2 separate regions of the Mus musculus genome follow, and region 2 is linked to region 1. The links are chromatin contacts, called in public HiChIP or PLAC-seq maps. All regions are on one chromosome and are shown on one strand. The core of a region is the stretch at or near the end of the contact, and the rest is flanking DNA. Distances in the headings are between cores, read along the strand shown.

Evidence for each region. HiChIP or PLAC-seq counts read pairs in DNA pulled down with a chosen protein or histone mark.
Region 2: a contact with region 1 is called in an H3K27ac HiChIP or PLAC-seq map of regulatory T cell precursor, with 12 times the contacts expected there. The contact joins the promoter of Fhit here to the promoter of Cfap20dc in region 1. A contact is called at or near these places in 2 of 39 promoter capture datasets (cranial neural crest and embryonic stem cells) and 1 of 115 datasets of contacts at active chromatin or transcription factors (regulatory T cell precursor).

Annotation. Positions count from the first base shown.
Region 1 is chr14:8,663,383-8,668,216 of GRCm38.p6, forward strand. Cfap20dc (CFAP20 domain containing) reads right to left here and starts at 2,908. Exons shown (of 16, transcript NM_028934.3): 1 at 2,596-2,908. The coding sequence starts at 2,616. 4930455B14Rik (RIKEN cDNA 4930455B14 gene) reads left to right here and starts at 3,008. Exons shown (of 6, transcript NR_045968.1): 1 at 3,008-3,143; 2 at 3,553-3,629.
Region 2 is chr14:10,450,878-10,455,276 of GRCm38.p6, forward strand. Fhit (fragile histidine triad gene) reads right to left here and starts at 2,581. Exons shown (of 7, transcript NM_001308286.1): 1 at 2,492-2,581.

The DNA.
Region 1 (4,834 bases), core at 1,658-4,157:
TCTTCCTTCTTATTATGTGTAAAACTGTATATGGTACTGCTTCTAAGGGCAGGGCATTTTTGCTATAAATTTGAAGTTTTAGTCACCTGGGTTTATAACCCAGCCAATCTTTCCCCCCACTTCTTTCCCTCTGTTTTCCAAATTGCCCACAGTAGGCATCTGTTATTTCATAACTCTATACTTTATCTACATGAAGTGAGATTAAACGAAGTTTATTTTAAACCATAGAATACATTCCTAAAATGAGGCAAAAGAACTGCACACAGTGCTTAAAGGACAAGTAACCAACAAGGAGGGGGTGCCTGGGGGATGGGCCACTGGGCACTCTGACAACACTCTAACAGCAAAGTGAAGATGCTATAGGGACTGCTAATTTCTTTTCTTTTCTTTTTTCTTTATTGGATATTTTCTTTATTTACATTTCAAATGTTATCCCCTTTCCTGGTTTTCCCTCCAAAAGCGTCGTACATTCTCCCCCTGCTCCCCAACCCACCCACTCCTGCTTCCTGGCCCTAGCATTCCCCACACTGGAGCATCGAGCCTTCACAGGAGCCAAGAGCCTCTTCTCCCAGTGATGTCCAACTACGCCATCCTCTGCTACATATGCAGCTAGAGCCATGAGTCCCACCATGTAAACTCTTTGGTTGGTGGTTTAGGTCCTGGGAGCTCTGGGCGTACTGGTTAGTTCATATTGTTGTTCTTCCTATGGGGCTGTAAACCCCCTCAACTCCTTGGATCCTTTCTCTAGCTCCTTCATTGGGTGCCCTGTGCTCAGCAATGGATGGCTGTGAGCATCCACTTGTGTATTTACCAGGCACTGGCAGAGCCAGTCAGGAAACAGCTATATCAGGCTCCTGTCAGCAATCACTTGTTGGAATCCACAATAGTGTCTGGGTTTAGTGATTGTATATGGGATGAATCCCCAGGTGGGGCAGGATCAAGAATCAACAAATGGGACCTCAGAAAACTGCAAAGCTTCTATAAGACAAAGGACACTGTCAATAAGGCAAAACAGCAACCAACAGATTGGGAAAAGATCTTTACCAATCCTACATCAAACAGAGGGCAAATAACAAATATATACAAAGAACTCAAGAAGTTAGACTCCAGAAAACCAAATATCCCTATTAAAAATGGGGTACAGAGCTAAACAAAGATTATCAACTGAGGAATACCAAATGGCTGAGAAGCACCTGAAAAAAATGTTCAACATCCTTAGTTATCAGGGAAATGCAAATCAAAACAACCCTGAGATTCCACCTCATACAAGTCAGCATGCCTAAGATCAAAAACACAGGTGACAGCAGATGCTGCTGAGGATATGAAGAAAGAGGAACACTCCTCCATTGCTGGTGAGATTACAAACTGGTACAACCACTCTTAAATCAGTTTGGTGGTTCCTCAGAAAACTGGACATAGTATTACCTGAAGACCCAGCATTACCATTCCTGGGCATATACCCAGAAGATGTTCCAACTGGTAATAAGAACACATGCTCCATTGTGTTCATAGCAGCCTTATTTATAATAGCCAAAAGCTGGAAAGAACCTAGATGTCCCTCAAGAGAGGAATGGATACAGAAAATGTGGTACATTTACACAATGGAGTACTACTCAGCTATTAAAAACAATGAATTCATGAAATTCTTAGGCAAATGGATGCATCTGGAGAATATCATCCTGAGTGAGGTAACCCAATCACAAAAGAACACACATAATATGCACTCACTGATAAGTGGATATTATTATTATTGTTATTATTTTTTTTTGTTTTTTTGATAAGTGGATATTAGCCCCAAAACTCGGGATACCCAAGATACAATTCACAAGCCACATGAAAGTCAAGAAGAAGGAAGACCAAAGTGTGGATACTTCAATCCTTCTTAGAAGGGGGAACAAAGCATCCACGGAAGGAGTTACAGAGAAAAGGGTGGAACAGTTACTGAAGGAACGCTCATTTCGAGATGAGTAAAGAAGACCTAGGGCAGAAGAGCTGGTGCAGGAAGCCTTTCATTGGACAAGGTGACTGAACTCTCTCTCAAAAGCAGCCTGTCCAAATGCAATACTTGGATCAGACTAGCTTGGGAGTTGCTCTAAAAAGTAGACCGGCAAACCCCACCTACACATCTTCTTTCTCCAGATCTAGAGGGAGGGCCAGGAAATCTGTACTTCTGTAAGTACTCCCCAACTAATCTTGATGCACCCCAGGCTGCAGTCACAAACAGGAAAAATAACTCGTGCTTACTTTAATTCTGGGTTTAAAAGGACTCATTCTGGAATTCATTTACTTTTCTACTTAGCTCTGAGATACCAGAGGGCATCAAGAGTGAAAACCCCAGGTGTTTAACAACTCAGGATTTCTGGGTCCTGTGCTGGAGATTCTGATTCCGGGTGTGTGGAATGGAAGAGGGTCATGACCTGCTTTTTAATCAGAACCATTGATTCTGCACAGGAAAGCACTGAGCTGGAGCGTGCACACCTCAAGGTCATGACAACTTATCCACTATTTTTCATCCCCGGAGTGGAAGATTCACACCAGAACACCGGCGAGCTCACCCCGGAGGAGAAAGCCAGTGTGGAAGTCCTTTTGGGTTACCTGGTACTCATTTTTGAACATTCCCGCAGAGGGCCCTGTGTTTGGCAGGCACAGAGTTTGCTGGCTGAAGAAGGACAGGCAGAGCCGGCTCTGGGCCCCGCTGGCTCGGGCTCGCCTCCGCACCTCGCGCCTGCAGTCAGCTGAGCCTCCAGCCGCCGACCCGCGCCATTCTGGTCCCCGCCCGGGGCGCCGCGGCAGGGGGTGGCACAGCGGCCTGCGGGCTCCGCCGAGTGACTGCGTGTAACCTACGTGACCGCCCTGCAGCTACCTCCGGGCACAAACCGACCGCGCCCGCGGGAACCGCGCAGCCCGCTCCGGGGCTTTGCTACTGCGCCCATTGGCTCCCCGGAGGCGCCTGCGCACTGAGCCCTTCAGAGTGCTTTCCCTCTGGCTGCTGAGCCGTTGCCCAGGCAACTGAGGGGCTTGTCCACCTGTAACAGCTGGTAACTCACCAGCCCAAAAGGTGTAGGGTTCCTTAAGCCAGGGTCTCACTCAGATCTTGTATCTTCACATCGCCTCTAAGTAGTAACTCTGGTAACTGCTGTTTGGTAAGGTGGTCTTTGATTCCTATCCTCCCATACTTGGGTTCTTTGAGAAATAACAAAATGTTAGTTTGGGAATAGCTAGGAAATGAGGGTGTTTATTCAAAGTCGTTGAACCCCTCCCTTCAAAGGGTAAGACTTCTTTAATCAAAGTGATGCACGCGGAGGTGAGTGCTCCAGATACCACGCTGAGAGGCTAGCTGTGAAACCTTAGGTCCTACCTGCACCCGGGTTACACGGTGTGTTAAGGAAGGAAGGCAGTGTTTAAATGAATGTGAAAATAATCTCGACTTGGGCTGAATGCCTTGAACACAGATAGGGAGCAGCCCTGGAAGAGAGTTTTAGTTTGCTGTGGATATTGTAAAAAGTTATCACAAAAGTGTCTTGAGAATGAGAGAAATTTATTCTCTTGTAGTTCAGAAAGTTGGAAATACAAAACGAAGGATTCAGCGGGGCTGCATTCCTTCTGGAGACCTGAGGAGAATCCTTTTGGTAATTGCCATCCCTTGGCTACAGCTCACCATTCTGTCACCCTCTCTCCCCTGTGTGTCGACTTTATAGTCTCTAATGAGAATGCATGTGAAGACAGGCAAAGCCTTTATTAGTTACTTTTTCCGTTACTGTCACAAAATACCTGACATGGCAAGTGTAATTTAACTTGTAAGGCCCACATCCTCAGTGACCAGGTAACCTCCTGGGATGCTGGGAGTTATACTTCTTTGAATATAAGACTAGCTTCATGGAAAAGTATGGTGACCTATATAGGTTGGTCTCTACAAACCCTCTGCAACACTTGTCTCAGGGCCACTCACTAGGGAAATTCCAGGTATTGGTCCTGACCAAAAGCCATCTCTTGGACAGTATTGAATATCTAATAAAGCTTGCCTCAGACTGGGCCCAAAATGACGGAATTGCTTTTTCTGCAGTGAATTTCTGGATTAGCACAAGAAAGGCACGGTGACAAGAACATGAGATCGCGTTGCATCCGTAGTCAGAACGCAGAGATGGCTACTGACTCAGACCTTTCTCCATTTTATTTAGTCTAGGATCCCAGCCCCTGGGGTGGTACTATCCATGTATCCATGTTCAGGGTGGATTTACACCCTCAGACACACCCAGAGGTCTGTCCCTCTGGTGATTCTAAATCCAGCCACAGAGGCCATTCATATAGTTCAAACCACCTTAGTCAGCATTGATCACCTCCCTTTGACTGAGTCAGAGAACACTCCAAATTCATAGATTTTTTTATATGGTAAGTATTGGGAACGACTGAATTGGGTTAAGTTTTATGCAATAGCAAATAACCAGCCCATTCTGTTTAATCCACTACGTAAACATTCGATCTAAATACTGCTTAAATCGACTCATCTGCCCTTCGTTGTAGTCTCTACTTTGACTTAGCTTTTGATTGCTAGATCATTTTCTCTTCCCCAAGCTATGATAAGACCCTCCTATAATACTCTGTTGATAACACTTTATGGTGTGGTGAGAATATCTTTATAAAATGCAAATCCCAGGGCTGGGACGTCAGTTTAGTCAGTCCACTACCTACCATACAAGCATTGAGACCCGAGTTTAATCCCCAGTGCCCATGGAAAAGACAGTGCATCTGTCGTCCCAGATCCAGAGGAGGCAGAGAATGGAGACAGGGCCATCTCGGAGATGCATTGGCCAGCCACTCTGGTGGAATTGGGGAG
Region 2 (4,399 bases), core at 1,331-3,830, 1.8 Mb after region 1:
TCTGTCTGTCTGTCGCTCTCATGCATGTGTGTGTTTGTGTGGAAGTATACATACATATTCTTGCATGTGGAACTTGGAAGTAAACCTCAGCTGGCATTTCTCAGGTGCCAACAACTTTTTTTGAGGCAAGGTCTCTGACCAGCAAGGGGTTTGATAAGTAGGCTTGGTCAGATTGCTAGGAATCCAGGTCTCTACCTCCACAATACTAAGATTTTAAATTGTATGACACTACACTGGGCTTTTTAATGTGGGTTTTGGGAGTTTGTAGTTAGGTCCTTAACCAAAGAATTGTTTGGGCAGAGGAAATCAAGTGATTACTTTCTGCTGAATACTCAATATGACTTGCAAGTCTCTTTTTTAGTTTATAGTGCATAGGTTTTTCTGTTGTTGTTTTGTTTTTTTTTAAGTAATCATTTGGAATCAAAAGCAAAAAACAACACAATCACCACTATTAAATAGGCTAACAATTTCCAAAAAATATATGCAAAAAAAATCTCCAATTTCAAAGCACTCTGAAGTAGTCTCTTTCTGCACACACACACACACACACACACACACACACATACACAGAGTCATCTTTTTATTTTAATTCTCTAAACAAAAATTTCAGGCTAGATTCACTTTGTATTTTATAAGTAGTACCTTTTCTCTTTATTGAATATACCCATTGCACACTAGCCTGTAGACATGTCTATAAATAACATAGGGACTTTATAATTATAATATATATGATAAATAAAACATAGAAGAGAAACTTGATAAGTAAAATCCACAGTCAATACTGTAAAAAAAAATCACACATCCACAACCTCCATGCTGTCCTGCCAACAGACCATGAACTTCATCAGCTGTCTCTTTTGTCCCTTGTGGCTTCTTCCCTCCTTTATACACCACTCTTGCCCTTTATGTCCTAGAACACACGCCAAAGCCTAACAACCCATGGACGGAAAAGACAGTATCTTTAAAGTGAGATAAGGGACGATGCTTAGCATCTGTCTTATCCAGGTCAAAAGTCCCTGTCATAACCTATTGCAGAAAGAGACTAATGCTGGCTGTTTCCTAGGTCTGTAAGGAAATGGGTTCTTGGATAGGCAAGCACAGCCAGGTAGTAGCAATGTTCTTTAAATACCACCATGAAATTGCTTCTAAGGGGGCAGCATGGTTGATGGATGCTCAACTAGCATTTCATTTCATTCTTATGACATCGAGACAAGGTAGCTTCTATTCTCCTATTTGTGACTATATGATGTCCCCAAAGTGAAATGAATTTATCAAGTTCCAAATTTCCTGAGTGCGAGGCTCTCAGACTCACAGCAGAATCTACTCAAGGACAAGGTGGAAATTCTTCAGCACCCTTGCCCACTTTAGCTCACATGAGGCTGCACTCCGGGATGGTAACTCATTTGCACAGAGCTCTTGAATGACAGAGAAGGGAGGATAAAGACAGTTAAACTTATGGGGCCTTGAGAAAAGAACCTTACCTAGGATGAGTCAGAAGCCTTTCCCAGCAGAGAAGCAAGAATTCCAGCATAATTATCTACTGCCTAAAGAAGGCTCTTCCACTCCCCAGCTGTAAACGTGCAATTTTCTAGGAACCTCGCCAGAACCTGCTAAACAGGAGAAGGGCTGTACTAAAGCCCTCGTGTGCTACTGCACTGTTGCCTTCTCTAGCATAAGCACAGATAACAAACACACTTCCAGAGCCGCCCTCCAATCACACTCATCAAGATAGAGAGAAAAGAGAAAAGTGTTCCTTAATTATTACAAAATACTTAAGTGTGTGTGAGTGTGTGCATGTGAGTGCATCCCTGCAGCCCTGGAGGCCAGAAGAGGACATTGGATTGTCCGGAGCTAGAGCTACAGGTGGTCATCATTCCACTGATGAAAGAGAAGGCAAGTAAACTCAGATCTAAAAGCAGTACTAAATGCTCCTTAGCACTAAGTCATCTCTCCAGCCTTCAAGAAAAGGTTTCGAAGTGATCTCCTCAGACATAATTTTGGGCCACAAAAGTGGTATATGAAAATATCTTTAATGCAATCATCAACTCCTTCCCATCCTGGCTAGTCCTAAAACTCTTTTTCCATGTAGAAGCAACAAATTCTGATTGGGTCTGAAGTGAGGTCCCTAAGAGACAGAGTAAATTCTTAAGGCTGTTAAAGGTGACAGTGCAGGGCTGTACCTCCACTGGCTCAACACTGATAACAAAAAACGTGGCCACATTTCACTGGGAAACCACCAGGGGAAGTCCCAAGAACATCTGTGGCCATGCCACCCCGGGGTTTGGCTTCCTCTGCAGTAGTATGTATGCATCGTTGCGGTTTGAATTTCTGCTGAGGAGCACGTGTGCTTTTCTGTCTCTAGAGCCCGAACAAAGCCCCAGCACGAGCAGAGAAAGGAGAATTATAACTGCAAAAAAGGTCTGCCTCCAACACTGCTGTCCATCCCAGCAGCCTCCAGAGTGGACTTTTGTACTTTAGGAATTAGGGGTACCTGTGTTTTCCAAGCAGAGGACTGATCCACAGGAAGAGGAGGAAGCAGATACGACTGGTAGGCAGCCCTCTGCTGTGAGTCTCAGGAAGTGAGATCAAAGATCAGCTGCAGTTAAAGGCTGGAGTGAAGGGTGGGGGGGCGGGGCGAAACCGCTCTCGCGGAGGATTCTGACCTTTCTCTACAGATAAAGGCAGAGGCTCACATTTCCTGGTAATCCACTGTGTGCATATTTACGTTCCTGAGCTTTTCATTATGTTGTTCAATGTCCTAAGTAAACAATGATGCTATGCAGGAAGGAGCAAGCTGAGTGAGGAGGTTAAGGATCACACACACACACACACACACACACACACACACAGAGCCTCTTCCTGCTCTTCAGCTGTCTGCTGAGGCACTTTGCCTCTGGTGTGCAAACCAACAAGAGAAATGACTTCAGCAACTTAAGCTTTTGATTGAGCTCAGAAATCTTTAGCTCTGCCTTTCCCTCCCCTACATCTCTACCACAGACCCAAATCATCATGGCCAAATTGACTAAAACAAGAAATGTATTAAAGCAAGCCTTTTGATTCATGTGTACAGGCTGCCTCCCCCTAAGCAGGGGTTCAATAGGTCAGAATTGGAAGTGAGGAAGACACACATGGCTTTTATAGATCACAGGTAGAGGGTTTCCAAAATGGGGAATTTGGCAGGCAAAACAGGCTAGGTTCCATGAGCAGAACATACACAGGACAAGGTAGTGTCTCCTAAAACAAAGCTGTGGGGGCAACTCGGGCATTACAAAGTGGTCATGCCAAGGTAGCTATAACAACCCTTTTGAACAAAGGTAGTTTATAATAAACAACTTCTGAAACAAAGATATGGTTGCCATTCCTGAAACACAGAGAACAGAACCATTTGTAGTTAAGGGTACAGGTCAGGCACGGCCCCAATTCTTGAGACATAAGTTTAAATCATAAACATGAATAAACCTAGTTTTCTTTAATATAAGATGGCTTTTAAGACAAATATGGAAACAGGCTGGTTCTTCACTACTCTAGCTTTGCCCTCACTGATTTGCAGCAGGGCCCAGAAAAACTACTGGGGCTAAAAGGTTTGTATGGTCGGTTTGGGAGAACTAAAGCTTTAGAAACCACTTCCAATCTCCAGTTCCCAGGTAACACAAGACAGGTAAACATCGGCTTTGGAATTCACAGTCTCACATGGAAAAGTGACGGTATCTTTGTTCTAAGTTCTTTCTCTAGCTTTGGGTAGAGAGACCCGACCTTCCAGGCTATCCTAAAGGAGACTAGAGGGATCATTACCCCATCAGTGAGACACTGTGCCTGTCCTTCCTAGAAATTGTTCCCACTGAGGGGACACTGCTGCCCGTGTGGAGGGAGAGCACATGGCATCGCTGGGCTGCTTTCTGACTCAGACAAGTGTAACTTACTGTCTTTTATTTTTGTACTGATACTGGACAAAGGTTAAGAATGGCTTCCCTTGCTCTCTGGGTTTTCCACTCTCCCTCTGAAGCCACCTCTCCTTTTGCCATTTAGCTGCCTGTGCATTTCCATTACAATGATGTGCTTCCATCTCCCTGGTCCTTATGGCTGCTGGGGTGTATCTCTTGCAAATCTTACCTAGCCTGCATTGTTCTCTAAATTCTAATAAAGTTGTTCTCAAGCTTCCCTTTGAGTTCATCTCTAACTTCTCTTATTAATGGGGCTTTGACTGAAAAGAACTTCAGCCTCCGTAATAACAAGCTTAAGCTTGTATCATCTAAATGTCACACATGGCAACTGGGCTTGTTCCGCTGCAGGTTGTCAGCCATAGTTGAAGAAGATGAGCTAGAGCATGGATAAGCTCTATGATCTCCTCCTAGTACCCCCAGCAACACAGACTTGGGAAGATGGCAATGTAAGAACTGAG